Linked DNA regions of Mus musculus: all the other regions are linked to region 1. A link is a contact called in public Hi-C, HiChIP or PLAC-seq and promoter capture Hi-C data. All regions are on one chromosome and are shown on one strand. Each heading gives the region's core, a stretch centred on a gene start, on an enhancer-like site or on the middle of the called end of the contact. The rest is flanking DNA. Distances are from core to core; before and after follow the strand shown. Region 1 holds the start of Txn2 (thioredoxin 2). Region 2 holds the start of Mpst (mercaptopyruvate sulfurtransferase). Region 3 has its middle 21 kb from the start of Mir7676-2. Region 4 holds the start of Csf2rb (colony stimulating factor 2 receptor, beta, low-affinity (granulocyte-macrophage)). Region 5 holds the start of Ncf4 (neutrophil cytosolic factor 4). Region 6 holds the start of Pvalb (parvalbumin).

Region 1 (3,898 bases), core at 844-3,343:
ACTCCTTTTCTGAGCTGGCACATACCAGTAATCTCATATATAGGAGGTGGAGGCAGGAGGAGATAAGTTCAAGTCTGACCTAGGCTAAATGGCAAGACTCTATCTCAACCCCTATCCCCTACCCCAAAACTCCCATTCAGAAATGTCAATCAATTAATAAATCTATACCTAAAAAGCCAGCCTGCAAGGCCTTATCTCAGATGACAAGGACACGCACTGGCCTGGTCAAGGCAACGAGGTGAGTCAGAGAAAGGACCAGGAAGAAAACAAAAGAATCGGTGAGACTTGTCCAGAAAACCTGATGGCAATCGGGTTCTTGGCTTTTTGGTTGAATCTGGTGTAAAGGTCTGGAAATGAAGACCAGGCCACAAGGCAGGCATTTATATATCTCTAAAACACACCCCTGCGGTACTGAGAAGATACACCTCCTGCCCACCCCATCCGTACTTGGGGACGGCTATGGTGGCACTGATAATGTTTTGCCCAGTCCTTCCCACAGTTTTAGTGGGTTTCGATGTTAAAATACGATGTTGTTCCACACTGGAGCAGACTCTGAGCTTTTCGGGCACTGAGATACAGGACGTAGGCATGAGGCAGCATGTCTCCTAGTGTGCTAGGAAGACCATCAATCTGTCTCCTACCATACTGCATACTTAAGGACAGGCACAGGGTCTCAAAAGTCTTCATAATGAGTGTATGTAGATAAGCATTACACATGGTAGAGAGCCATAGTGAGCCCTCAATAAATACTTAAGTAAGACCCTCCATCTCTTACTGTCCCCAGTACTCACTGTGCATGAAAGTCCACAACAACTGGTGTCTCACTGTTGACAACTCTGTCTTGAAAGTCAGGTCCATCCTGGACGTTAAAGGTCGTCAAACAGACTCTGGTGGTGTGTACTGTCCGGGCTGGGCTGGGCATTACTGTTAGACCACCAGCATTGTACTGAGGGGTCTGCAGGGTCTTAGAGGTGAGGGAAGCCCACACACCCTGAGGAGGCTTCCTGGAGATGACTGAGGTCAGGAACCTCCCCAGGAGGAGCCGCTGAGCCATCTGTGGGAGCAAGAGGCAGGAAGAGCTGGGGCCATGCAATAGGAAGTCAACACACTAGGAAAACAAAGAATTCTGGAATAATGAGGTGTTGGGAACATACAGAATTGGAAGCAAGATGCATGGAAATACTGTAATATATGATTTTCAAAGGCCAGGTGTGGTGGGGCCCACCTGTCAATCCTCCTCCTGGGAGGCGAGGCAGGTGATATAAGGCAAGGTCAGTTTGGGCTAGACAATAAAACCTGGTCTCTAAAACCTCCCCACGACAACAAAAAAAAAATATCTAGAGGTGAGTAAGGAGTCAGCATCACTGAATAGACGTTAAGTTAGAAGGGCAGAAAAACTGGGTTGACAGCCAAAAAGAAATCAAGGCTGAGGTGGAATTATAAAAGGTCAATGGAGGGAGGGACAAGGCTCAAGTGCCTTACATCACTGTGTATAGCCCAATGCCCCCCCCCCCCACACACACACACATCACTGGCTCTCTCTGATCAACTCTGAAGAAACCTTATAATACCGTCCATACTCAGGGCAACAGGTAGGTTAAGTGCCATGCCCAACGTAGGCCAGTTTTTAAAGTACAGCTAATTGGAACCCAAGGCCGTCTGTAAAATTTTTATCAGTCATTCTTTTAAAAAAGTGTTTTTATGGGAAATTAAGGAAAGGGAAGCTGTCGAAGAATGAGCGAAGAAGACTCCCAACTACGGAAGGAGGAACTGAGAGGCGTAGGAACCGGCCATGGGGTACCAAAGTGAAGCGGGTGGCATGTGTACGGAGGGAAGCCCAAAGAATGGACACGTGTTGGGGAGGGTGGGGGACAGGGAGACTGGGAGCACAGGACGTGCAGCTGCCAAGGCCACCTCCTCCCTCTAGGGGCATCCCCCTGCCGATCGCCTTCCTGCAGAGAAGCGCGCCGCCAGCCCGGCTCAGCCCACCCCGCAAGGGCTCCTACCTCCCGGCAGTGCGAGCAGAGGGATGCAGAGCCCAGCCGGCCTGCCCGTCAAGGGCACTCCTGTTGTCACTTCCTCAGGGGCAGGTCTAGCGTCATTTCCGGGAAAGACTATGCGGACGACGTTTCTCTGCAACTTGGGGGCGGCTCGGTTTTTTTCACCAATGAGGAGGACGGAAAAATGTAGGGCTGAAGGGGCGCGACCGGAAGGAATGGGATCGTGGAGGAGGGACCGGAAAATGTGTGGGACCAGTGAGGGAGGAGATGGGTGAGAGGGCGGGAAGGAAGGAGTGGCTTTGGAACAAGCTCCTGCTGTGTTGCGCCTCTTGGCATTGCCCACCCTTGGATCTGAGCTCTGGAAAGGGCTGGAAGGCTGTGTTCACTTTAATGCCGAGGAAGCTCTGTTCTCGACAGAAGCTTAGTGTTAAAAGGAAGAGATTCCCGGGCTGGGGTTATGGCTCAATTGGATTCCTGTCTAGCACACCCAAAGCCTGGCTTCTCAATACCAAGTAAACTGGGTGTGATGGCACACACCTAATCCCAGGACCCCGGAGGGCTCAGGAGTTCAAAGTCATCCTCGATACTTAGGAACTACGTGAGATCCGGTCGTGTGTGTGGTGTGTGTGTGTGTACACATGTCGCATTAAGGGGTTATTCTGCCGTTTTTGATTCTTTTCTGCCCAACCTAACTTCTTATGATTGAGCAAGTCCCTCTGCCCCTAAGGGCTGGCGGTACTTCTAAAGCCCTTACCTTTTGTACTGTCATGTCTTACTTTTTGGAACTGTCAAGGAAGCACTATCCAAGGTAAAGTGTAGGGCTTTCTCTCCATTCCCACTGGCATGAGTGACTGAGGTGTAAGTCCCTCATTTATGCATATTGTAACCAGTATTCCAGCCCCTTACGATCGGGGAACACGTTGCTGTCCACCTTCCCTTCCATACCTTTGCTCACTTTGAACTTTGTCTCTGGGTACTTAGAACACCTGCTCACCTTATCTTCTCTGAATAGTACTGCTTTCTTCTCACTAGCGCCTGCTTTATAATCCTCCAGAACACATGGACAACGTCTCTTTCTGAGAGTAGGGACTTGTGGTTGTCTCATCTGCATATACTTAGCGCCAACCTGGTACAATGCCCAGCACAGAGAGGCTGTTCAATAGACACTAAGTTGAGAATCTTTGCGCACCTCAGCAAGTGGTTTCTGTCAGAGGGGTTATGTGATGTGTCCCAGCAGATGGACTCCATCTACCACCCTATTTTAACCCACTCTCTCAATAATTAGTGGTTTGCTGAGGCGTCTTTGTGTTCTACATCTGCAGTTGTGCCTGGAAGGCTCTCCCAGAGCTCTCTGAGAAAAGTGCTACTAGGTACTAGATTCTGCACTGTCTCTGGGTCCCTTTTCTGTCTGCTCCAGTGGAGGTCAGCCCTCGTCTTTGCAACTGACAGCCACCAGTCTCTGTTCATTGTTTTGTTATCTGTTTCTTTTCTTTTTTTAGATGTATTTATTTTATGTATATAAGTACACTGTCACTGTCTTCAGGCACACCAGAAGAGGGCATCGGATCCCATTACAGATGGTTGTGAGCCACCATGTGGTGGAATTGAACCTCTGGAAGAGCAGTCAGTGCTCTTAACCACTGAGCCATCTCTCCAGCCCTCTCTCTTTTACTTTTGTCCTCCCTCTCTCCCCCTCTCTGTCTTCTTACTTCTTTTTTCTCTCCTCTCTTTCTACCTCTGTTCTCTCTCCATCTCCCCTCCATCCTCTGCACCTCTTTTCTTTCTTTCTTTCTTTGATAGAGTCTCATTTAACCCAGACTAAGTTTTAGGTGGTGCTGGAACTGAACTAAGCACGCATTTTGTCAGCTGAGCTGCATCCCCACTTTTTCTCACTCTTT
Region 2 (3,898 bases), core at 574-3,073, 480 kb after region 1:
GGATGGAGAGAGTGGGAAGAGATTTGTAGACCTCTGTGCAGCCATACAAATGACTGCTTGTGGAGAGAACACCTTTTCGTACATCTACTGCATGTGGGAGCGCTGGTGCCTGGAAGTGGACCATGGATGGACAGGACCCCAGTCACCTAATAGGGGCAGCTTGTTAGCACCCGGCTATGGCACACAGGGCCCCCATGTATGAGCGCTATAAAAGACTTCAAGGTTGGCCGTACCCTCCCATTTTACAGATGGAAAGACAAGTCTACCTAGAGGGCCTGAGGGATCCAGGGGTTTTTTGATTCCCCATCCTTTTGTTGTGCAATCCTCCCAAGGGCCACTGGAACACCTACCTACTATATCCGGCTCCGGTTGTGTGCCCAGGTACCGTCCTTGGGCCCGAGAGTCCACCAGCTGGAACCTTTTAGACTGGAGATTCTCTAGGACCTGCTCATAGGTCTTGAGCAGGGAGAGATTCAGTGTGGCTTTGAAAACGGCTGGCTCTGGCCTCGAGGGCTCAGATGTCACCGGGTGGCCCTCCTTCAGCCAGTTCCGGAAGCCACCATTGAGCACTGACACTGTGCGGTGGCCAAACACACGAAACATCCACCAGACTCTGGGTGCATAGAAGCTGCCCAGGTCATCTCCATCGTATACCACCACATGTGTGTCGTTGCTTATGCCCAGGTTGCCCACATAGTCCCCAAAGTGGGCCTCACTGGGCAGCATCATCTCATAAGGCGAAGTCGTGTCCCGGCATTCCTCTATATCAAAGAAGGACGCGCCAGGCACGTGTCGCTCCTGGTACTCTTTGCGTGCCTGGCGGGTCCCGGGTGAGTACCAAGACGCGTCCAGCACCCGAAGGCTGGGCCCCAGGCGGCCAGACCGAATGGATTCCGCCAGCCACTTGGTGGATACCAGCGCCCGGTAGAGCACCTGATGTACCATAGTGTCAGTTCTGCGAGTCACCTGGCGCGGTTGGGAACCAGGAAAGAGACAGGCCTGAGAGGGCTGAGTGCGGTGGGCGGAGCCCAGGGGGCGGGGCTGTTGCTCCCACTACATTTTCCCAGCGTGCAATCGTAACTACACTCAGAGCCAGACTCACAGTGGGAGAGGTTGGCACATTCCCTAGGGAAAGCCTGCTCCACCCCTCCCACTTCCCCGGCGCCCTCCCTTTCTGGTGCCTAGGAGGGCAGGTGGGCGTGGCTAAGAGCTTCGGTGCATTACTATAGCAGCAAATTGGTGGGAGGGGCTGGCTCAGGACTCTGTCTTCAAGAATGGGAAAAACAAACACAAGTCAGAGATGGCCTTCCAGTCGCCTCTCCGGGCGCACTGATTACCCTTCTGCTTTCGTTTCTTGCAGCCAGAGTTCTCTGGCTTCTAGAATGTCCAATTCCGGTGAAAGGGCTCCAGGCACTCTGCCCTGCTTTCGCCAGGACCCAGCTAGCGGCTCCATCCTGGGCGGCTCGCTGCACTCAGTCGCAAAAGTAGCTGGGCTGGCACTCGCCCTTGCGCTCCGAAGAAGCTGGAGGGTTCAAACCAGGAGCCGGGAGGGTTCTCAAGTGGCCCGCACCATTGTACCGCCTCCCATGGGGGTGAGGAGAGAAACCTCTCTCGTAGACAGTCGGGATTCCGAACAGCTTCTGCGTCTTCGCACGGGAGTCTTGTTTGCCCCTCCTCGTATAATACTTCTCATACATAAAGGGGGCTATTTGAAGCTCGAGGTGACACTGGGGCAGCGCGCAACCCGGCTTCATGGCGCCTGCGTCCCCCGCAGTACGGGAAATGGAAGGTGCAACGTCTCGGAGTGGCCCAAACAGTGGGCTGTGCCCAAGTCTCCTCCCTTTGGCTGGCCGCAGGTTGGTGGCGGAAGGAGGGAACCTCTGAGGGCGTGGGGAGGGGGTGACATGGCGGAGCTGGGAAACGGGGAGCGCAAATCCCTGGTATCTGCTACCCAACGCGTCCTACTTGCTTTTCTGTGAGAGAGGGTGCTTCTCCGGGGGTGCATAGCGTGGTATCACGCGGGAGTGGAGGAGGGGATGCAGTCTATGAGAGAAGAGTTTCCAGGGCGCCTCTAATTTGCCTTAGGAAGACTGTCCGTGGCTGCTTGTGGCCGTCTGTGGGTTGGTGTGGGATAAGAGACAGGTGGGTAGCAGTGAGTGGATGGGGTTTGGAAAGACCTGATGCCTCCTGAGAAAGTTGGGGGGGGGGAGCAAGAGAATAAACAAAGCAATTCAGAGGAGCTGTGGTGAGGAGATCTAGCATGCCCCAAGAGGAGAAAGTAACAGAACGGAATAAAAATAAAACTAGCATTTATGAAGCCCGCCTTGCCGAGTGCCTTCACGACCCTGCCGGATTGAGCTGAACTCCCAACAGGAGAAACAGGTAGAGCCAGGAGGTGCCAAGGCACGTAGTGGAAAAGGGACTAATTTCTCACCTGAAGCCCAAAGTGGTGGGAGCTGCCTCGGTTTACCTGTCCATCCTTGAAGCCTTATGCTTAGTAGTAGTAGTAGTCGTCGTTGTCGTCTTGGGCTTCAGTTTTTACCACTTCATTGTAAATTTATATAAATCCCAATAAGCAAGATATCTGGAAATAGAGCATGGCTCCTGCAAACCAGCTGTACACCCCCTCTCTAGTCTATTCTGTTCCCCTGGAATGCTTTTCTCTTGAACTCCCCTCCCTGTTTTTTTGAGCATCTATCCTACCCTGAAATACTGTCACAGTGTGTTGCAAAAATTCACTGTCTAGCATTTTCCCAGCATACTCTGCACCTGGAGCTTGACAGTAGGGAAGAGAAGGTACCAGGAGGGTCTAGTTAGGGAGATGCTCTTCAGTGCCCGAACCCCCACCCCCCATGGGTGGGATATATAGGCTCACACTAACTTAGGATGGCCTGGGCCTGTCCTATATGTCCTGATGGACTTCCAGAGAGCTACTCTCCCCTGGGATCCTGGCCCTTCAAGCACAAAGAAACCTAGTCTCTTTCTGGTCTCTTCCCCTCATGAGCACTCATAGCCTAGCCTCTCTGACTCTCTTTCTGCTGCCTGGGGTCTTTTGTCATAACTGTCAATCAAGCAGGGAGGGTAGTGACCTCAGACCTTTGAAGTCCCACCCCCTGGAAGTCTAAGGCCAGCTGTAGACTCAAGGGCCATTAGGAGAGTAAAGGAAGGAATAGCAGGTTTGCATTCAACTTCCCTAAATGATCATTCAAAGAAGCTGTTTATAGGGTCAGTGGTGGCCCTTCTATAGTCACGTTTTTATTCTCACTAAGAGGTGGGTTTTGGAGTCTGGCATGGTGGTATATGCTTGTAATCCACCCACCCCCACTCCCCCACTCCCCCACTCTGGACTCTGAGTAGGAAGAGGAGAATTTCAAGTTCCAGGATAGAGAGTGAGGGAAAGTGCTGGGATGATAGCTCACGTGATTAAGCGCTTGCCTTGACAGCACAAGGCCCTGAGCTGGATCCCCAGAGTCTTCATAAACAACACAAGGCATGTTGCATGCCTGTGATCCAGCCCTGGGGAAGGAGAGACAGGTAGATCCCTAGGCTCAGTGACCAGCCAGCCAAGGTGAGTCCTAGGCCATGGGAAGTCCCCCATCCCAAAAATGATATAAAGTTAATAAAATGGCTGGTGCCTGGGGCCCCATCTGAGATCTGAGATTGTTCTCTGCCCCACCCCACCACCTTCACACAAGCGCGCGTGCGCACGCACACACACGCACACACACACACACACACACACACACAGGTTGGAAGTTCCAATATACGACACGTGACTCAGGAACCCTCACATACCAACATGAATCGCCCATACCATGTCATCTCTGCTCTCTGACTCCCAAACCAGAGCTGAGGAGGCAAAATTCCCAAGAATGATGTCAGTAAAGGGGCTACTGCT
Region 3 (3,898 bases), core at 401-2,900, 440 kb after region 1:
ATGGACCCTGCAAAGCCTCAGCGGGCTCTCTTCAAGCTGGAGACACTGGGATTTCCTATCTTGGCTCAATACACATTTAAACACGTCCTGTAATGTTCAATCTAGACTCACAGGCTGGGACTAGGAGGTCTATTCCTATAAATCCTGCAGTTGGGACTGAAGGGGTTTTTGTAAAGGTGTGGTATCTCAGGGCAGCAGAAAGAGTGTCCCTGCTCCAGGAGAGGGAAAGATGTCTGTCCTCTGCCTTTTGTTCTTCTATCTGGGGTTCCAGCCTATTGGATGGTGGCTGCCCACAAGGGTGGATCATCCCAGACTCAATCCACTGACACGACAGTCTCCTCTGGAAACCCCCTCCCAGATACACCAGAAATGAAGCTTCCTAGATGGTCCCCAGTCCAGCCACATTGACACCATGGCAAGTATGGCTTTTAATATCTCCCAAGAGTGATGAGAACAACTCATCTGTGCCCACACATCAGCTGCAGGTGCCTTCTGAGAGAGATGGCTACTCCTTCCCTCTGCCTGTTAAGTCTGAGTCAAAAGCAGCCCACAGGGGAACGAGACAGGCCTCTAAGGAAGAGACTGTGAGAAACCTCTGCCATCTGGAAGAGATCTCAGAAGGGAACCTCGGTCATCCCTAGTGGACATTCAAACCTGGATAGAGAGGAGGTCTGTGTGGAGATCTCAACAGAACAGTGCCTGAGGAGTGGGGAGAGTTTCAAGGACTTGGGCCTTTCTCCTGGTTTCTAACTTGAATCCTGAATTGGGGCCTGGGGGAGGGGGTGCCCACCAAATCCCAAAGATGTGGTGGAAAGAAAGATAGAAAAAGCCAAAGGCATTTTTAAAACCACATATGGTCCGGAGAGATGGCTTGTGGGTAAAGCACTTCCTGCTGCTGAAGAGGACCTACATTTAGTTCCCTGTACACAGCTACCTGAGACACCAGCTTGAAGGGGTCTGACCTTCTTTTAGCCTCCAGAGGCACCAGCGTTCACATGCACAAATGCCACCTCCCATGCACACACATGCACATACATACATCTGTGTGTATGTGTTCTGTTTTCTAAAATAAAATGTGTTGCGTTTGTAATCAGATTTGTTTGTTTGTTTGTTTGTTTGAAGACAAGGGTCTCACTACAAAACCCTGGATGTCCTAGAACTCTCTATGCAGACCAGGGCTGGCCTTGAAATCACAGAAATCAGTCTGTCTGCCTCTCAAGAGCTAGAGCTAAAGGTGTGGCACCACTATCCATGACTTGTAATTAGATTTTTTAAAGAAAGCTATTAAAGATTCCTTGGTAGAAGAATGGATCAGGTAATTCCCTCTAGGGCAGTTACTTTGGTAAACCTCAAGCTTTCGGGGGCAGGGAGTGGGGGACAGTGGATCCTGGGGCCACCTCAAACCCCTATCTGAGGGGCCAGTTTTCTCCCCTCTGCAGCCCACTGAGGTTTGATCGGAATGGTGCTGCCACCTAGAGGTCAGCACCCTGCATTACTTCAACTCTGCGGCGTCAGACCCTCCCGCTGCAGATCTCTGAAGCCTTTGAAGTCTGGTGGTCAAGACAAGGAAAGAGCAAGCAGAATGAGCTGTGCGGGTGCATCTATGCAGAGCTCAGGGCCAAACGGAAACTCGGACCTCTTGTGCAAACATTGCAAGGAATTGCAAAACCCTAACTGTAGATAGAACATTAAACCTAGTGTGGACAGGTCCAGAGGTGGTGAGTTATCTCAACCGATTGCTCACAGTCAGTTAAAGATAGAACTCCATGTTCTACCCTCCCCCTTTTAACTAGTGCACTTGGTTAGTCTAAAAAGAAGAGGAGGAGGAGGGGGGATGAGGAGGAAGAGGAGGAAAAAGTAGTGTGAGGCTGTCCCTTCTTGCACACTTGTATTTGGGTGGACGCTAACAATGAATGCCTCTGTTGTGTTAATATCCAGATGTGAACAGACACACATGTTGGTGTACATGCCACAGTATTGCACACCTGTTTGTAAGAGCCACTATACCTCTGTTTAGCTACCGCAGCGACAGTGTGTATATATGTCCCTGTGTGCCACATAGTGCTCGTGATGAGAGCAAGCCTCAGTGTTCTGGAATGTAGGTCCTATGTCTCTGACTGGGACAGCTGGGGGACAGCAAGACACAGAAGTGCCATTATCTGCACTCAGACAAGTGGAACTTTGGCATGGCCTCTGGCAGCATGAGAGTGTATTCCCAGCAAGCCCAAATTCCAACTAAACAGCCAGTCCAAGGCAGATCCATGCTACTGGGGGCTGAGCATCTTACTCCAGCCAACACCGGGCACATGCTCCTGACCTCTTTTCCAGAGCCTTAGCTGACAAGGCTTGAATTGGACATTCCTTCCTTTGTCCCTCCCAGCTGGGCATGGACCAACTGCTATTCAGAGGGTCCAAGAACCTGAAAGCCATTCCTTTGAAATAGAACCAACAGAAACAGAACCACAGCTTCATAGCAGCCAGCAAATACAGATGACCTGACCACATTTGTCCCCAGAGTCCCCACTCTCCCCTTCTATACCCCCATTCATCCATTCAAAGGTCCAGCCAATCAAAAGGAGAAGTGAGTCACTTCCTCCCCTTTGTCAGTAATATTAAATCAAAAGGCCAGGAGGCCATTGTTTTTTGCCTCAATGGATCAAGCTGGTAGGTACAATGAACTCATCATACCAAAGTCCCAGGGCACCAGGTATGATGGCTAATCTTGACAACTTGACTGCATCTAAGATCGCCATGGAAATGAACCTATGAGCGTGTCAATGAGAGATGATCTAGATTGGGGTGATCAATGTATGAAGACTAATTAGCAGTGGTACCATCCTATAGGCTGGGGCCGTGGCCTGAATAAACAGGAGAGAGTACACTAAGCACTCACACTCAGCTCTGCTTCCTTCCCTGGGACTCTCAACAATTGGATTATGGCCACCCACAGAGGTGGACCTTCCCCAACCGCTTCCTGCCTGTGGATGCACTGTGGACAGCTGCCTCCTGCTCTGCATGCAGGTTTCCCTGGTCATGCTGGACTGTGCTCCCTGGAACTGTAAGCCCATGGAAACACTTCCTCTTGAGTTGTGGTCCAGGATTTTGTCACAGCACCAGACAAGTCACTACAAATCGTTCCTCTGACCTTAAGGAACAGCTACACTTCCAAGGCAGGATAGTGGGGCTCTCTCTGACTTAACCCTGAGCACAGCAAGGTCTCCTGAAGTCATCTGGGGGGCGGCCCAGGACTTTTTATGCTTTCCTATCTCCCCTGCAAGTGAAATAAGTCACTTTCTTTCTTTCTTTCTTTCTTTCTTTCTTTCTTTCTTTCTTTCTTTCTTTCTTCCTTCCTTCCTTCCTTTCTTTCTTTCTTTCTTTCTTTTTGTTTTTTTGTTTTTTGTTGTTGTTGTCTTTCAAGACAAGGTTTCTCTGTGTAGCCCTGGCTGTCCTGGAACTCACTTTGTAGACCAGGCTGGCCTCAAACTTAGAAATCTGCCTGCCTCTGTCTCCCAAGTGCTGGGATTAAAAGTGTGTGCCACCACCGCCCGGCTGTAAGTCACTTTCTTTAGCCCTTTTCTGATTATGGAGCAACCCTCTGTTGGCTCCCTGGAAGTTCTCTATTTTATAAAATGAAATGCTGCCTGGTTCTAGACTAAAAATAAATAAATCAAGTCAACCAGCACATTGAAATCCCGTCATGTTGCCCTCTGACAGTAATCACTGGATAAAACCCATTCTTCCCCACAAAGTCACGTGCAATTGTTTTTCTTTGGTTCATCTCCTTTCACTTTCCACATTCCAGAAAACTTCACAGAGCCCCCGAGCCACAGGCACCCACACTGTCCCCATGAGGACAGCTAAGCAGAGTTGCCAGGATCAGAGAGGTGGTTCCTGAGAC
Region 4 (3,898 bases), core at 1,040-3,539, 400 kb after region 1:
TATAAAGTAAGTAGCAGGAGGTTGGTGACAAGGACCCTATTGAGCCCTAGTGTGACACTGATCCCAAAGAGTAGTAGGTTGTCCAACAAGACATGTTGTTCCTGCTGTATGATCTGAGGATCAAGGATTTCTTGTCAGTTTTACATGTCCGGGGTGTCCCGTGTAGGTGGGGATGGTGGACATGACCATTTATGCATTGATTTCAAGGGCTGTCTGGGTGATGTGTCAATTTCCTCAAACAGTAAGATATTTGGAGAAATGGTTATGCAATGTGTGAGGAGATACTAATCTCTCTGAATTTCAAGGCCACATAGGAGGGTGGATCCAGTTATCAGACAGAGACCACCTGCCTTGTGTTAGTATCCCCTGTTCCATGAGAGCCTCTCATAGGTACCACACAATTCATACTCTGTGTCGTTTGCTGCCATGACTATGGCATAGCTACTGCACGGGGAGAAAGGGTTGACTAAGTACCTAATGAACACCATTGTGAACCAAAACACCTGCCGTGTGCCCCATGGATTGCACCCCTCGCGACAAGTCAGCCACCGAACTTCTTGACTTTCGTTTTCTGTTGAATAAAAGAAAATATGAAGTAAAACAAACCCATTGGTGTCTGGACATGAGGATCTGCAGTGTTGTGGATTAGAGGTATACGATTCGGGCACACTGATCTCTGAGAATAGAATCAGTCCAGAGGTTGGTGGAAGGTTTCTGTTCATCTGGAACTAACTGCTGTCCCCCTGCCCAGGGGCCCTCTCCTACTGTCTGGTCTCCTATCTCTGTAGCTCTGTATTGGGAGATAAGAAATTACCAGTGTATCACTGAAGCTACTTTTAAAAAAAATCTGACATTTCAATGCTTGTATTTTTATGCTTATTTGAATTTATTTACTATATTAAAATATCACTCATTTCTATGAAAGGGTTTTGGTGTCCCTTTAAATTTTGCCCTGAGAGAATGGCTCACTCCCCTCCTCTTTTTTTTTTTTTCCATTTTTTATTAGGTATTTCGCTCATTTACATTTGCAATGCTATACCAAAAGTCCCCCATAGCCACCCACCCCCTCTCCCCTACCCACCCACTCCCCTTTTATGGCCCTGGCGTTCCCCTGTACTGGGGCATATAAAGTTTGCGTGTCCAATGGGCCTCTCTTTCGAGTGATGGCCGACTAGGCCATCTTTTGATGCATATGCAGCTAGAGTCAAGAGCTCCGGGGTACTGGTTAGTTCATAATGTTGTTCCACCTATAGGGTTGCAGATCCCTTTAGCTTTTTTGGTACTTTCTCTAGCTCCTTCATTGGGGGCCATGTGATCCATCCAATAGCCGACTGTGAGCATCCACTTCTATGTTTGCTAGGCCCAGGCATACTCTGACAAGAGACAGCTATATCAGGGTCCTTTCAGCATAATCTTGCTAGTGTATGCAATGGTGTCAGCATTTGGAAGCTGATTATGGGATGGATCCCCGGATATGCTAGTGTCTACATGGTCCATCCTTTTATCTCAGCTCCAAACTTTGTCTCTGTAACTCCTTCCAAGGGTGTTTTATTCCCACTTCTAAGGAGGGGCATAGTGGTCACACTTCAGTCTTCATTTTTCTTGTCACTCCCCTCCTCTTAACCCCAGCAGCCTCAAGTTATTCATTTGTTCATTCATTCATTCATTCATTCATTCACTTTATACCCAGTCATGTGTTCCTCCTCTGGGCCATGGCTGGGCACTGGGGGAGGGGAACAGACACAAAACATCACTTGCTCTGAAGACAAGATGGGAAGAAAACAGGGACTCTAGGGCAGGACAGAAAAGGGAAAGCCAAAGCTGACAGCCAGGGATCAAGACTGCTCCCACTGCCTACTGACTGTTGTCAACTTAGGTTTTCCATGTCAATGGCATACCCTCAAAACCTTTCTGGTTTGTAGGTCCTTCTAGAAAAATACCCCAAGGTGTCTCAAGACTTGAAGAGGCCACCTGTAGCTGATTTGCATAAGGCCACATGCTAAGAAGTGGTGCCCTCAAGGTCCTCCCCAGCTCTGCCTGGCTCTGGGCACATGCTTGCAGGGAGGTGGTTATTGCCCTCTGTGTCTGCTTCCTCCAGAGGAGTCAGGGAGGGGTGTGGAGGAGACCATTTCAGGCTGAGACCTGAAGGGCACATGAGAGCTGACTGGGAGATGGTGGGGAGCGAGCTACTCTGGCAGAACTAAATGTCGTGAGTATTATCAGAGGCTAATGTCCACAATTCTGAGAATCAGGCGAAGCTGCTTGCGAAAGGGCACTGGCAACTTCCTCAATCTGCTCTCTGTTTCCTCCAGATGGGGCACAGATAAATAGGAAGAGCCTGCAACTCACTGGCACTTGGAGGCTCCCGAAGGAGGCTGCCTGTCGCCCAAGCACAGAGGTAAGTGGCTGGCTTCCTGATGCAGAGCTGAGGGTGGGCGCAAAGCAGGGGCTGTGGGGGTCTCCAGGGTGGAAAAGGACAGGATAAGACAGGGCTGGGGTAGCGTATTCCTCAGACTTGATCTCTCTAGAAAGACTAGGTCTCAGACTCCAAGTCAGTGAGTGGAGGAGGGGCACCCCGGAGCATTGGAGCTGGGAACAAAGTTAGAACTCTGGAAGAGGTACGGTTAGGATACGCTCTGGGGCTGTGGGACTCCGGGAGGACACAGCTTTATCACTGGAGGTCTGGTGGCAGGGAGGACTCCCCTAAAGCTCTATATCGGGCTAAGCACTGTGTTCCTTCTAACTTTGCCATCCATATGTTACTTAATTCCCTGTCCTGAGCTTCAGGTCACACATCTGTGGGACAGGGTGAGTGGGAGACATGGCTTCCTCTGTTTCAACTAGAAATGGAGGACAGAGAGAGGAGAAAGAGAGGGGGTAGAGAAAATTTACCTACAAGGATGACGAAGTGTTGGGGACAGAACCAGAGATGTAGAACCTCCCTTGGTACTGGGTGTAATTTGACAATCTTACTTGGGAAGTGCCCAGAGATATACCAGATCATCCAGCTCTGTTTTTCTCTTTCTCTGTCTCTGTCTCTGTCTCTGTCTCTGTCTCTCTGACTATCTCTTTCTCTCTCTATGTGTGTGTCTGTTTCTGTCTCTCCAACTCTGTCTCTCTCTCTTTCTTTGTCTCTCTCTGTCACAAACACACACACACGCACACGCACACGCACACGCGCACACGCACACACACACACACACACACACACCATACTGTGCTCTGAAATCACCACAGATGATTTGGGTCCAGATGTGTCGCTTCTGTACCTAGTGTGCCGGAAGGTAGGTGTCTCATCACATAGCTAGGGACCAGTCGCTCTCAGACAGGGACACAGACAGCCCCTCTGCTGACAGAGACCACTGTCATGTCTCACAGATCATAAACTAACCTGTCCATATATCCCACATGCTGTATTCCAGAGGTCATGCATATGTGCGACAGAAATCTCTGTGATCTGTTAAGCAAAGAATTTGCCTGAGGTTCAGGCCCCTGCCTCTGCTCACGCCCAGCACATAGGGCCTTTGAACCTGATCTGGCAATGGAAGGAAAAGGCACCTCCACTCACTTCTTTGTAGTGCAGCGTCTCCCCTTTCTCTACCTCTTTTTCAAAAGCCCTTATTTTTTTTAATTTATTTATTTTATTATATGTAAGTACACTGTAGCTGTTTTCAGACACTCCAGAAGAGTGAGTCAGATCTCATTACAAATGGTTGTTAGCCACCATATGGTTGTGAGATTTGAACTCAAGACCTTCACAAAAGCAGTCAGTGTTCTTAACTGCTGAGCCATCTTGCCAGCCCTCTTGAAAAGCTTTAAAAGAAAACTCCTTCTCTGTCAGCATGTGTTGAAATGCCACTTCAGACTGTATCCCGCCATTGGCTCTAACAAACCTTTA
Region 5 (3,898 bases), core at 593-3,092, 320 kb after region 1:
GAATTCTTCTGAAGTCCAAGGCGCCTGGATTTGCAGTTTTGTGTAGTGCTGACTCCGAACTGCTTCCTCAGCACAGTTCAGAGCCAGCTTTTCTCTGGATTTCACACCAGTGGGGGCTTCAGGCTCGAGGCTCCCTCTGTCTACCCGTGGCTGGAGAACTTCCTTCGCTTCCTCGGGCACCCAGGCCAATGGCTGAGAAACCCTCTTCGGTGTTTGCTGTGATATCCAGCTTCACATGAGAGCTCAAGGTGGACTTCCTGCCAGCAGTGGGACATGTGACCTGCATCTGGTCTCTGGCCAGTCACTGGAGCCTCATCTTTAGTAACACATGTGTTTGCCGTTCCCTAGGCCTGGGTATCAGTCTCCATCCTCAGTCATGGGTACAATTCCTGCTCGTCTTAGACCTCTCAGATCACCTTTCCTTGTCTTGAGCAGGGATTTGTATGCTTAAAAGAGCTAACTCTGTGAACTGCGGTACTTCTGTGTGCTGGGAGTAGGTCAGACCGTCCATTCTACGTTCCTCTACCACCCTGATCTATCTGTGCAGTGCAAAGGCCTTGATGAACATGCAGTCACTGGTGGAGTGTCCCTCTCCCACTTTCCTGTCCCCTCCTGTGACTTTCTTCATCCTCGTTTCTGTCTCCCCAGGAGCCCATGCCCTGCCTGGCCACGGGGAGGGCAGTTCTCACTGGGCAGACTCTATCCTGGGAGCTCTAGGTTCATCCTCTCTGGGCTGGGTCAGGGCCAGAAGATCCCTTCAGGGTGACAGGATGGAGGGGGGACATTTTAAAGTAAGGATCCTAAAACATTCTATATTCTTGGAGCCAGATCCTGAGGAGTCTGAGACTGCTTCCAATCCAGCCCCATTTAAGGTGAGAAACATAGGCCGTTCCAGATTCCTCAGGGGGAAAGCCCTGTCCCCACAGCCACGTTCCAAAGTTGGGGAGATAGGAGCCTGATTCAGGCAGGCTGGGCAGGCTGCCATCTCTCCTTCTGTCTTAGCATACCATCAAGTGGAGCTGGGGGTTGGGGGACATTCTCTGGGCTGCTGGGCCCATCCTCACTGTAGGCTTTGGAGAGCTCCCTACAGAACCAAGCATTAGAAGGAGCTGACGAAGAACTTCCTCCTTCTGCTCACATAATCTGGGTGTCCGCAGCGTAGTGCTGGCCTGGAAGAAGCCTAACACACAAACACACGTTTGGAACACACTGGGGTAGGGAACCCCGCTGGTGAGAGCTTGCCGCAGGAAAAGCCCGGAGAGTGGCAGGGAGGGTCTGGTGAGGACAGGTTTGTTTCTTAGAGGGCAGCTTCTGAGCTGAGACCTACAGGAGATAGGAGAGGAGCATTGGGAATGTGGTGGCAATGAGGGAAGAGAGATTGGGAGAGCAGGCAGCCCACGGGGCCTTGGGGATTCTGAAGCCAGCAGCGGGGGCTTGGGGCTTTTCTGAGAGCTGAGTAGGGAGGTGGAGGCAGATTGTAAGGAGAGCCTCTGTGTGGATGGAAGCTCTGGGAGAGCTGAATGTGGTATCTCAGAGCCCAGAGCCCCAGATGGGGCATAAAACAATGACTTCCTAGTATAAGAGGGAGGGGGACCAGGAGAGCTTCCTGGAAAAAGCACTATCTCCACCAGACCTTAGGAATGAATGGCAGGTCTTGGATGCTTGAGAAAGGGATTCAGGAAGAAGCCTGAGGAGGAAGTCCACAAGTGTCCTTGATGGACTACCCAGGGCTAAAACTGCTCTATGGTGGGTGGAGCTCAGCACCAGAGACAGGCACTGAGGAAATCCCCAAAGCCAGTGGCCTCACGCAAGCCCAGCACCCAAGGGTGCCACTTCCTCAACTGCTGTGCAGCTGGGAAGTGGCTGAGAAGACGTGTGAGGGCCAGGCAGCTCAAAGCCTGAAGGAGGTACTTCAAGGAGGGTCCAGAGAAGCTGGGCAGGGCGGGACCTCCTCAAAGGCTGCCCCTGGGGACACCCCAAGCTTCAGGAAGCTCTCAGATGCACATAGGAGGAAGTGAGAGGTGAACTCGGCCTGGATCTGGTTGGGCAAGGCCCCCATCCATCTGCTTTTCTGACTACCCACAGCCATGGCCCTGGCCCAGCAGCTGCGATCAGAGAGGTGAGAGTGTGCCTCTATTCCCTGCCAGGCTTTCTCAATGATCCCAATAGGCCTGGGGGGTGGGTATGGGGAAGTAAGAGGCTGTCCCTCCTGTCACCTGATATCAGTGGATCAGCACAGAGTCAAATTTGAAGGTCTTGCTGAATGATACTGCAGGAGCTGCATGCTCCAGCAGATGTTTCTAGAACCTTGACTTAGTAGGTCGGCAGTGTTATGCACCAGTAAGAAGCCTAAGGCTCAGAATGGGGAGTGGCTTGGATGTGGCCAAGGACCACAGGGTGAGTGGGTGGCAGAGCCTGGGAGCAGAGGTGTCCTGGGTGCTAGGCTTGGGTTCTGGGTTCCTGGTTCCACACTGCAATCAGGAGCGGCTCTTCCATCTGCCCTTCAGACTGAAACTGGCCTCTGCGTTTTCCTATCTTTAGGTTCAGATAGCCCAGGCTCTGCCGTCTGACCCCTCACTCCACTTCCTTGTCCTGAACAGGTCTTAGATGCTTGGCACAATGTTGGGGGCCGGGTCTTTGCTCTGCCTGCTCTGAGGGTGTTTTAGTTTTTTGGATCACAGTTGTGTCTCTGGGAGGCCGAACAGCCCTGGGACACACTGAGAGCTCACTACATCTGCTAAGAGCTCAAAAATGACCCAGATCTATCTTGGACAATGCTGACATTATACAGGTAGGGACAAGGAGACCTGATGGCCCCAAGCCCGGCCACCTCATTCAGTCAGCACTTGCTCAGTGTCTCTTATGGAGACAGCCCTGTGTTCCCATCTGCATGTGGAGACCCAAATGACAGAACCGTCCCCTGGATCAAGCAGAAAGCAACGTTAGGAAGCCAAGTGTCCATGTGAACTGCTTGAGAGTCACCAGAACAGGTCTGACTGACAAGACCCAGGTGTGAGCAAAGCACTCGTGGGATCTGGAAAAGGGGATGGGATTCCTGTAGGTCAAAGGTCAGAGGAGGTTTGTCTGTAACAAGAGTTAGTGTTGGGTGGGGGTCCTTCCATAGCTATAGAGAGTGTTACTGGGGTGCTAAGTAAGGCTGCATAATATGACTCCAGCCTTTCTCACCCCCAAGTTCTCCTAGGAGACTGACAGACATGCAAACTTGAATCTTCTAGAAACTGTAGCCACTAGAAGCTTGGGTCCCTTCTTGTTTCTTGGGGTGCAGAGTTCAGATGGTGCCTGTAAGGACTATCAGGGCTCAGTGTTTCCTCCGCCCACTCTGCCCTTTCCACAGCTGTTCCCCCGCCCTCTGAGGGGGGTGGCTCTCCTCCTCTGCCCCTGATAGGACCATGGACCCAGGTCCTAGGGCCATCAGACCCAGTATCTCCAGCGTCCTCTTTGAGAACCAGTCCGGCAGAGATACAGACGAGGAGATATCATATATAGTGTCTCTTCCAGGGCAGCTGCAGAGTTTAGCTCCCATGGCCACATGTCATTCCAGCTCCCACTGTGATTGAGGTACCACACACCTGCAGTTTTCAGGACTCCCCTAGATCAGGTCCCCAAGCGGACCTCCATGTGTAGCTCCCGTGTGCACGGAGCCTGGTATCCACCCAACAAAACCCGTGTGGGGTCCGAGGGGGACAGCTATCTTCCCAGTCCCCTTCCCTCTCCCCACACCACAGCCTCCTTGGCAGCTCAGCTGCAGACGGCTCACACTGGGACAAGTGGAAGTAGCCGCTCAGGACCTTCTAGGCGCCTGGCGCCGCTCTGGGTGCTTAGGGGATGCAGTGTGCTCTTATGGGGTGGCAGGGATTTGATGATTGTCTCCATTTTC
Region 6 (3,898 bases), core at 718-3,217, 280 kb after region 1:
TCAGAATAAGTGCTCCTTCACTGGTATTAAATTATTAAGTAACTCCATTCCATTAGCGATATTAAGTGGCTATAATTTAACCTAGTTAGCTGCACTCCAGGCTGAGGGATTGACCCTCCCGGAAGCAGGAAGTATCTTTCCCTGGTGCCCGGGACAAAGCAAAGCCCGCTTGCTAGGAGGGGTGGCTGGGAACTTTGGGTGCTATCACCAGGTTCATCCCCGCCCTGCTCCCCGCCCCATCCTCAATTTACCCCAGCTCATCCTCCTCAATGAAGCCACTTTTGTCTTTGTCCAGAATATGGAACACCTTCTTCACCTCATCCGGGTTCTTTTTCTTCAGGCCCACCATCTGGAAGAACTTTTTGTGGTCGAAGGAGTCTGCAGCTGTTGGGGGTTGAGGGGGAAGAGGAGGTTAAAGAAGGACAGGGGAGAGGCACCGGGAAAGTCAGGGAAAGAGATGTTGTACCATTTATTAAAGGGTACCTGCATGGTTGTGGGGAACAGGAGGACAGAGGGAGCCCAGCTAGGAAAGGATGCTTTGCCCAAGGTCGACCCTTCTTGGTTCCCCCATACACACACTGATGAGCCACAGGGAGACTGTCAGCCTCCTGAGAACTGTATTTCTATGAAGCCTTTTGGGTGAGGGCTGGGTGGGCTGTGCACAGGCATGCGATGGATGCTAGCTAGGATGGATGGAAAGGCGGCTTTCTCTCATTGGCTACATACTGTGATCAGAAAGATCAACTCTGTGAGGACATAGTTCTGTCAAGGTCACATCATGGGAGGGGGAGGGGAGGACCCAGAAGTCCTGCACAGATTCTGAGACCCATCCCAGTGGTTGGGGGTGGGATGAAGGACTTCTAAGAACTCAGCTGAGTTTCATACTCAGGGTGACAAGGTGGCTCAAGGCACTGTGAATGGGTTATCATAGTGCTCCAGGGGGAGGTGGGGGGCTTCTTGGAGCTTCCTGTATGTGTCTGGAGGAGAAGGAAGCTATATAAAAAGCAGATAGATGTCCCTCTCTGTCCAGAAACTCTTAAGAACTATGGTCTCCCCTCAGCCCAGAGTTGGAGGGAAAAAAAGTTGCTTTGTCTTTTTACACACCAAGGTGGGGCACTGAGACCTGAGGCCACCTCAGATCTCATTCTTCCTGTGCTGGACTGGGTGACCTTGTACAGCTTGAATCTTATCCCAGCCTCAGTTTCCCTCCCTGGGTGACAGAGGAAGAACATCTAAGCTAGAGGAAAGAGATCACACAGCCGAGTGGGTACCCCTCTCTTGGACTACCTAAAAGGATTAGATGCTGGGGGTACAGATGGGGAGCTGCAGCGGGCTGGGCAGGGCTGGGTGCCTGATGCAGAAAGGTCACTGTGCCCTTATGTCTGTCCTGGGAGGGGATCTCCACTAATGGGCTACCTTCCAGGAAAAGTCTTGTTGGGAATGGGGGCCAAGGAAAGGGGTCTCTTGAAGAGAAAGCCCAGGCTTGCAGACCCTTCTACACTTCTCAGAGGAGGATGTCTGGGTCCTTGCTTCTTCCTCCCTGGTCTTCGCACTTGGTCCTGGACCCCCCCACAAGTTCTCCCGGAGAGGCCACTCTTCTGAGCCCTCAACTTTGTGAGACTCAGTCAGGGAGCACAGTCCGTGCAGCTCTTGGAAAGCATAGGACCAAGGAGCTAACCCCCTAGGATGGAGACCCGATGCGTGAGGGAAGAAACTGGGGAGGCTTCGCAGAGGGATGAGGGGTGCCCCAGAAGCGGGAAGAGGGCAAGGGGACAGGGCCAGGCGCGGGGAGTGGGGTGGGGGTGCATTGCTCACCAGCAAAGGCTCCTATCGCCTTCTTGATGTCCTCAGCGCTGAGCACGTCTGTCATCGACATCCTGCAACTGTTTGAGCGGGCAGAGCAAGTGCGAAAAGATTAAAAAGTGTTCTCCTCATCCTTTCTGCTCATATGACCAGCGCTGCAGTGTCGCGCGCCAGGCGCACGCCCGCTCGGCCTGGCTCCGCGCCAGGGGGCGCCCGGCTCAGCGCACAGCTCAGCAGCTCAGTCCCGCCGCACCGCCAAGCTGAGCGGGCCACATGCCCATGGGGTCCGGGCATTCAGGAGGCTCGCCCAGGACCCCGCCGCCAGGGGCCATCTCCTGATCTAAAGGGCCACCAGCAGAGACTGGAGCGTTCTGCCGCTGTCAAGGGCATACGGGAGGCAGAGAGGCTCCGATCTGGGCATCTCGGACAATGTCCTCTCGCGTGGGGAAAAAATGATGCTGACCAGCCTCCACCCCGATGTGGCCCCTGGGCTATGCACTCTGTCTCTCCACGCCTCCAGTACCCTCTTGTCTTCTGTCCTGGATGCAAATTTATGCCGCGAAAAATCTGAATGTTAAGAACTTGAAACCTGAGCCACAGGACCCAGGGAGGAGGTTGTTGGACTATCAGAGCTCCTCTGTGCAGAGGCTCTCTGTCTGGGCTCCATCCCTCCCTCACCTGACCACATTCTGAAACTTGATTTGGTTTCTGCGAGGAAGAAGGCACCAGTTTATCTGTCAGAAGACCCTTTTGGGCACCAGTTTATCTGCCAGAAGACTCTTTTTCTCACACTTTCTAGTCTCCAGGGCCAGACACAGCTGAGTTGTGTTTCATCTAATTCCCATTAGGGAGGCTAAGGTGAGAGAGGCCCCACAGCATAGCTATCTACCTTTCAAGTTGGTCATATTTGGGGGATAAGGGATAGTACCATCAGACCATACTTTTTGATTACCATGTTTTGTGATCAGAGTATCACCTCTGGGAAACAGGACATTTTTCATCTCACGGGACCAGAGTACAAGGCTGCCATCTTCCCTCAGGTCTCCCAAAGTTTCAGACTGTGGCTAGCAGCCTTCGAAGTGTATATGAGCACTAGACATACACATAGAGTTCTGAATGTGAGTCACGCTGAATCCCCCCATGACCTTGAGCTATAACCTTTCTCTCTGGTCATGTGTTGTGTTAAAGATGGGAGGATCACTGTGTGGGACCTGAGGCAGGTGGGCAGCGTCTGGGGTGATGATGATACTGGGGACCAAGGGACAGCTTCCCAGCTGCCCAGTAGCTCAAGTTGCCTGACAACTTGCTGTCAACACTGTCTCCCCTAGCTGAGCCCTGGAAGGCTGCCCTTCCTGGAAACCTTAGGAGTGCCTGGCTCCAGCTGCCCCCTCCTGGTGAGTCAGCGTCTTTGGGCCACAGCTTGCCAGCTGGCTTCCAAGGCTCCTAGGCTACAGCCCCTGACTTCATAGCTCTGGGCATGAGGCCCACTTCAGACCCCCCAGCTGTCCTGCACCCTTCAGCTGCTTTAGCTCCTATGTCTCCTGCCTCAGTTGACTTAGTGGCCTCAGCCTCTACCCCTTGTTCCCAGCTGGACTGCCAGTTCCAGTGTGCCAGGCTTCTGTGTTGACAGTTCAATGTCTGGGCTCTCTTTATACTGTGGCCCCAGTTACAGCATCTGTTTCTCCAACTGGAGACCCTTGTGCTATAGTGAGCCTGGAGTCTCTAAATGCCCGAAGACCCATCCATATGGAGGCAGAGGCAGAGCAGGGTCAGCTTATTGGTGTGACTTAGTGTGCTGTAAACCTCTTAGATATCCTTTCTCATGCCCCAACCTCAGTCCTACAGTGCGTCTGAGCCACATACTGGCTCTTATGGTAAAGGTTCTCACCATTCCCCTTGCTCCTCCCTCTGCTGCTGAGTCCCCTCACTGGGACATCCTCAGCGAAGCATGCATGTTGTTGGCTTAGCCAATCAACTCCTCACCCAAGTGCTTGCCTCTCACCCTCTGCCTTCTGCTCCCCTGATAGAACCAATAGACCTCCACAGACATATGGCTCTACCTCTCAGCTCCATCTGAGGGACAGCTGAGGTCCAT

The links. Promoter capture Hi-C pulls out the DNA fragments that hold promoters and counts their contacts. A called contact is a pair of places that touch in the nucleus more often than the background predicts. HiChIP or PLAC-seq counts read pairs in DNA pulled down with a chosen protein or histone mark.
Region 2: a Hi-C map of liver shows a contact between it and region 1, with 1.6 times the contacts expected there. The contact joins the promoter of Mpst here to the promoter of Txn2 in region 1. A contact is called at or near these places in 14 of 39 promoter capture datasets (the 3T3-L1 cell line, 3T3-L1-derived adipocytes, the C10 cell line and 9 more), 5 of 484 Hi-C or Micro-C datasets (the G1E-ER4 cell line, erythroblasts, granulosa cells and 2 more), 4 of 115 datasets of contacts at active chromatin or transcription factors (astrocytes, memory CD8 T cells, pancreatic cancer cells and 1 more) and 2 of 9 other capture datasets (adipose tissue and embryonic stem cells).
Region 3: a contact with region 1 is called in an H3K4me3 HiChIP or PLAC-seq map of stem cell-derived neural progenitor cells, with 2.4 times the contacts expected there. The contact joins the enhancer-like site here to the promoter of Txn2 in region 1. A contact is called at or near these places in 6 of 39 promoter capture datasets (the 3T3-L1 cell line, 3T3-L1-derived adipocytes, the C10 cell line and 3 more), 1 of 15 datasets of contacts at CTCF or cohesin (pro-B cells), 2 of 484 Hi-C or Micro-C datasets (myocytes and regulatory T cells) and 2 of 115 datasets of contacts at active chromatin or transcription factors (astrocytes and stem cell-derived neural progenitor cells).
Region 4: a promoter capture Hi-C map of hippocampal neurons shows a contact between it and region 1, with 4 times the contacts expected there. The contact joins the promoter of Csf2rb here to the promoter of Txn2 in region 1. A contact is called at or near these places in 10 of 39 promoter capture datasets (the 3T3-L1 cell line, the C10 cell line, the HPC-7 cell line and 5 more), 4 of 484 Hi-C or Micro-C datasets (cerebral cortex and embryonic stem cells) and 1 of 9 other capture datasets (liver).
Region 5: a promoter capture Hi-C map of liver shows a contact between it and region 1, with 5 times the contacts expected there. The contact joins the promoter of Ncf4 here to the promoter of Txn2 in region 1. A contact is called at or near these places in 16 of 39 promoter capture datasets (the 3T3-L1 cell line, 3T3-L1-derived adipocytes, the C10 cell line and 9 more), 2 of 15 datasets of contacts at CTCF or cohesin (the G1E-ER4 cell line and embryonic stem cells), 19 of 484 Hi-C or Micro-C datasets (the AML12 cell line, B cells, the Ba/F3 cell line and 7 more), 5 of 115 datasets of contacts at active chromatin or transcription factors (T-cell acute lymphoblastic leukemia, bone marrow-derived macrophages, effector CD8 T cells and 2 more) and 2 of 9 other capture datasets (liver and macrophages).
Region 6: a promoter capture Hi-C map of 3T3-L1-derived adipocytes shows a contact between it and region 1, with 4 times the contacts expected there. The contact joins the promoter of Pvalb here to the promoter of Txn2 in region 1. A contact is called at or near these places in 7 of 39 promoter capture datasets (the 3T3-L1 cell line, 3T3-L1-derived adipocytes, HPC-7-derived erythroid cells and 3 more), 1 of 484 Hi-C or Micro-C datasets (the HL-1 cell line), 3 of 115 datasets of contacts at active chromatin or transcription factors (bone marrow-derived macrophages, embryonic stem cells and oligodendrocyte precursor cells) and 2 of 9 other capture datasets (embryonic stem cells and pancreatic islet).

The regions. Positions count from the first base shown.
Region 1 is chr15:77,926,901-77,930,798 of GRCm38.p6, forward strand. Txn2 (thioredoxin 2) reads right to left here and starts at 2,094. Exons shown (of 4, transcript NM_019913.5): 1 at 2,007-2,094; 2 at 792-1,054. The coding sequence starts at 1,054.
Region 2 is chr15:78,404,889-78,408,786 of GRCm38.p6, forward strand. Mpst (mercaptopyruvate sulfurtransferase) reads left to right here and starts at 1,824. Exons shown (of 3, transcript NM_001162493.1): 1 at 1,824-1,856. It overlaps Tst (thiosulfate sulfurtransferase, mitochondrial), which reads right to left and starts at 977. Exons shown (of 2, transcript NM_009437.5): 1 at 351-977. The coding sequence starts at 945.
Region 3 is chr15:78,367,546-78,371,443 of GRCm38.p6, forward strand. No RefSeq gene overlaps it. Among named protein-coding and RNA genes, the nearest start is that of Mir7676-2, 21 kb to the left of the region's middle. Within about 2 kb of position 1,651, at least 62 of the 459 cell types and tissues checked have an H3K27ac peak or open chromatin away from gene starts, as enhancers often do. A contact at or near this core is called in astrocytes and stem cell-derived neural progenitor cells, where this site is marked.
Region 4 is chr15:78,323,701-78,327,598 of GRCm38.p6, forward strand. It overlaps Csf2rb (colony stimulating factor 2 receptor, beta, low-affinity (granulocyte-macrophage)), which reads left to right and starts at 2,290. Exons shown (of 14, transcript NM_007780.4): 1 at 2,290-2,398.
Region 5 is chr15:78,242,969-78,246,866 of GRCm38.p6, forward strand. It overlaps Ncf4 (neutrophil cytosolic factor 4), which reads left to right and starts at 1,843. Exons shown (of 10, transcript NM_008677.2): 1 at 1,843-2,119. The coding sequence starts at 2,088.
Region 6 is chr15:78,202,270-78,206,167 of GRCm38.p6, forward strand. Pvalb (parvalbumin) reads right to left here and starts at 1,968. Exons shown (of 4, transcript NM_001330686.1): 1 at 1,816-1,968; 2 at 252-384. The coding sequence starts at 1,876.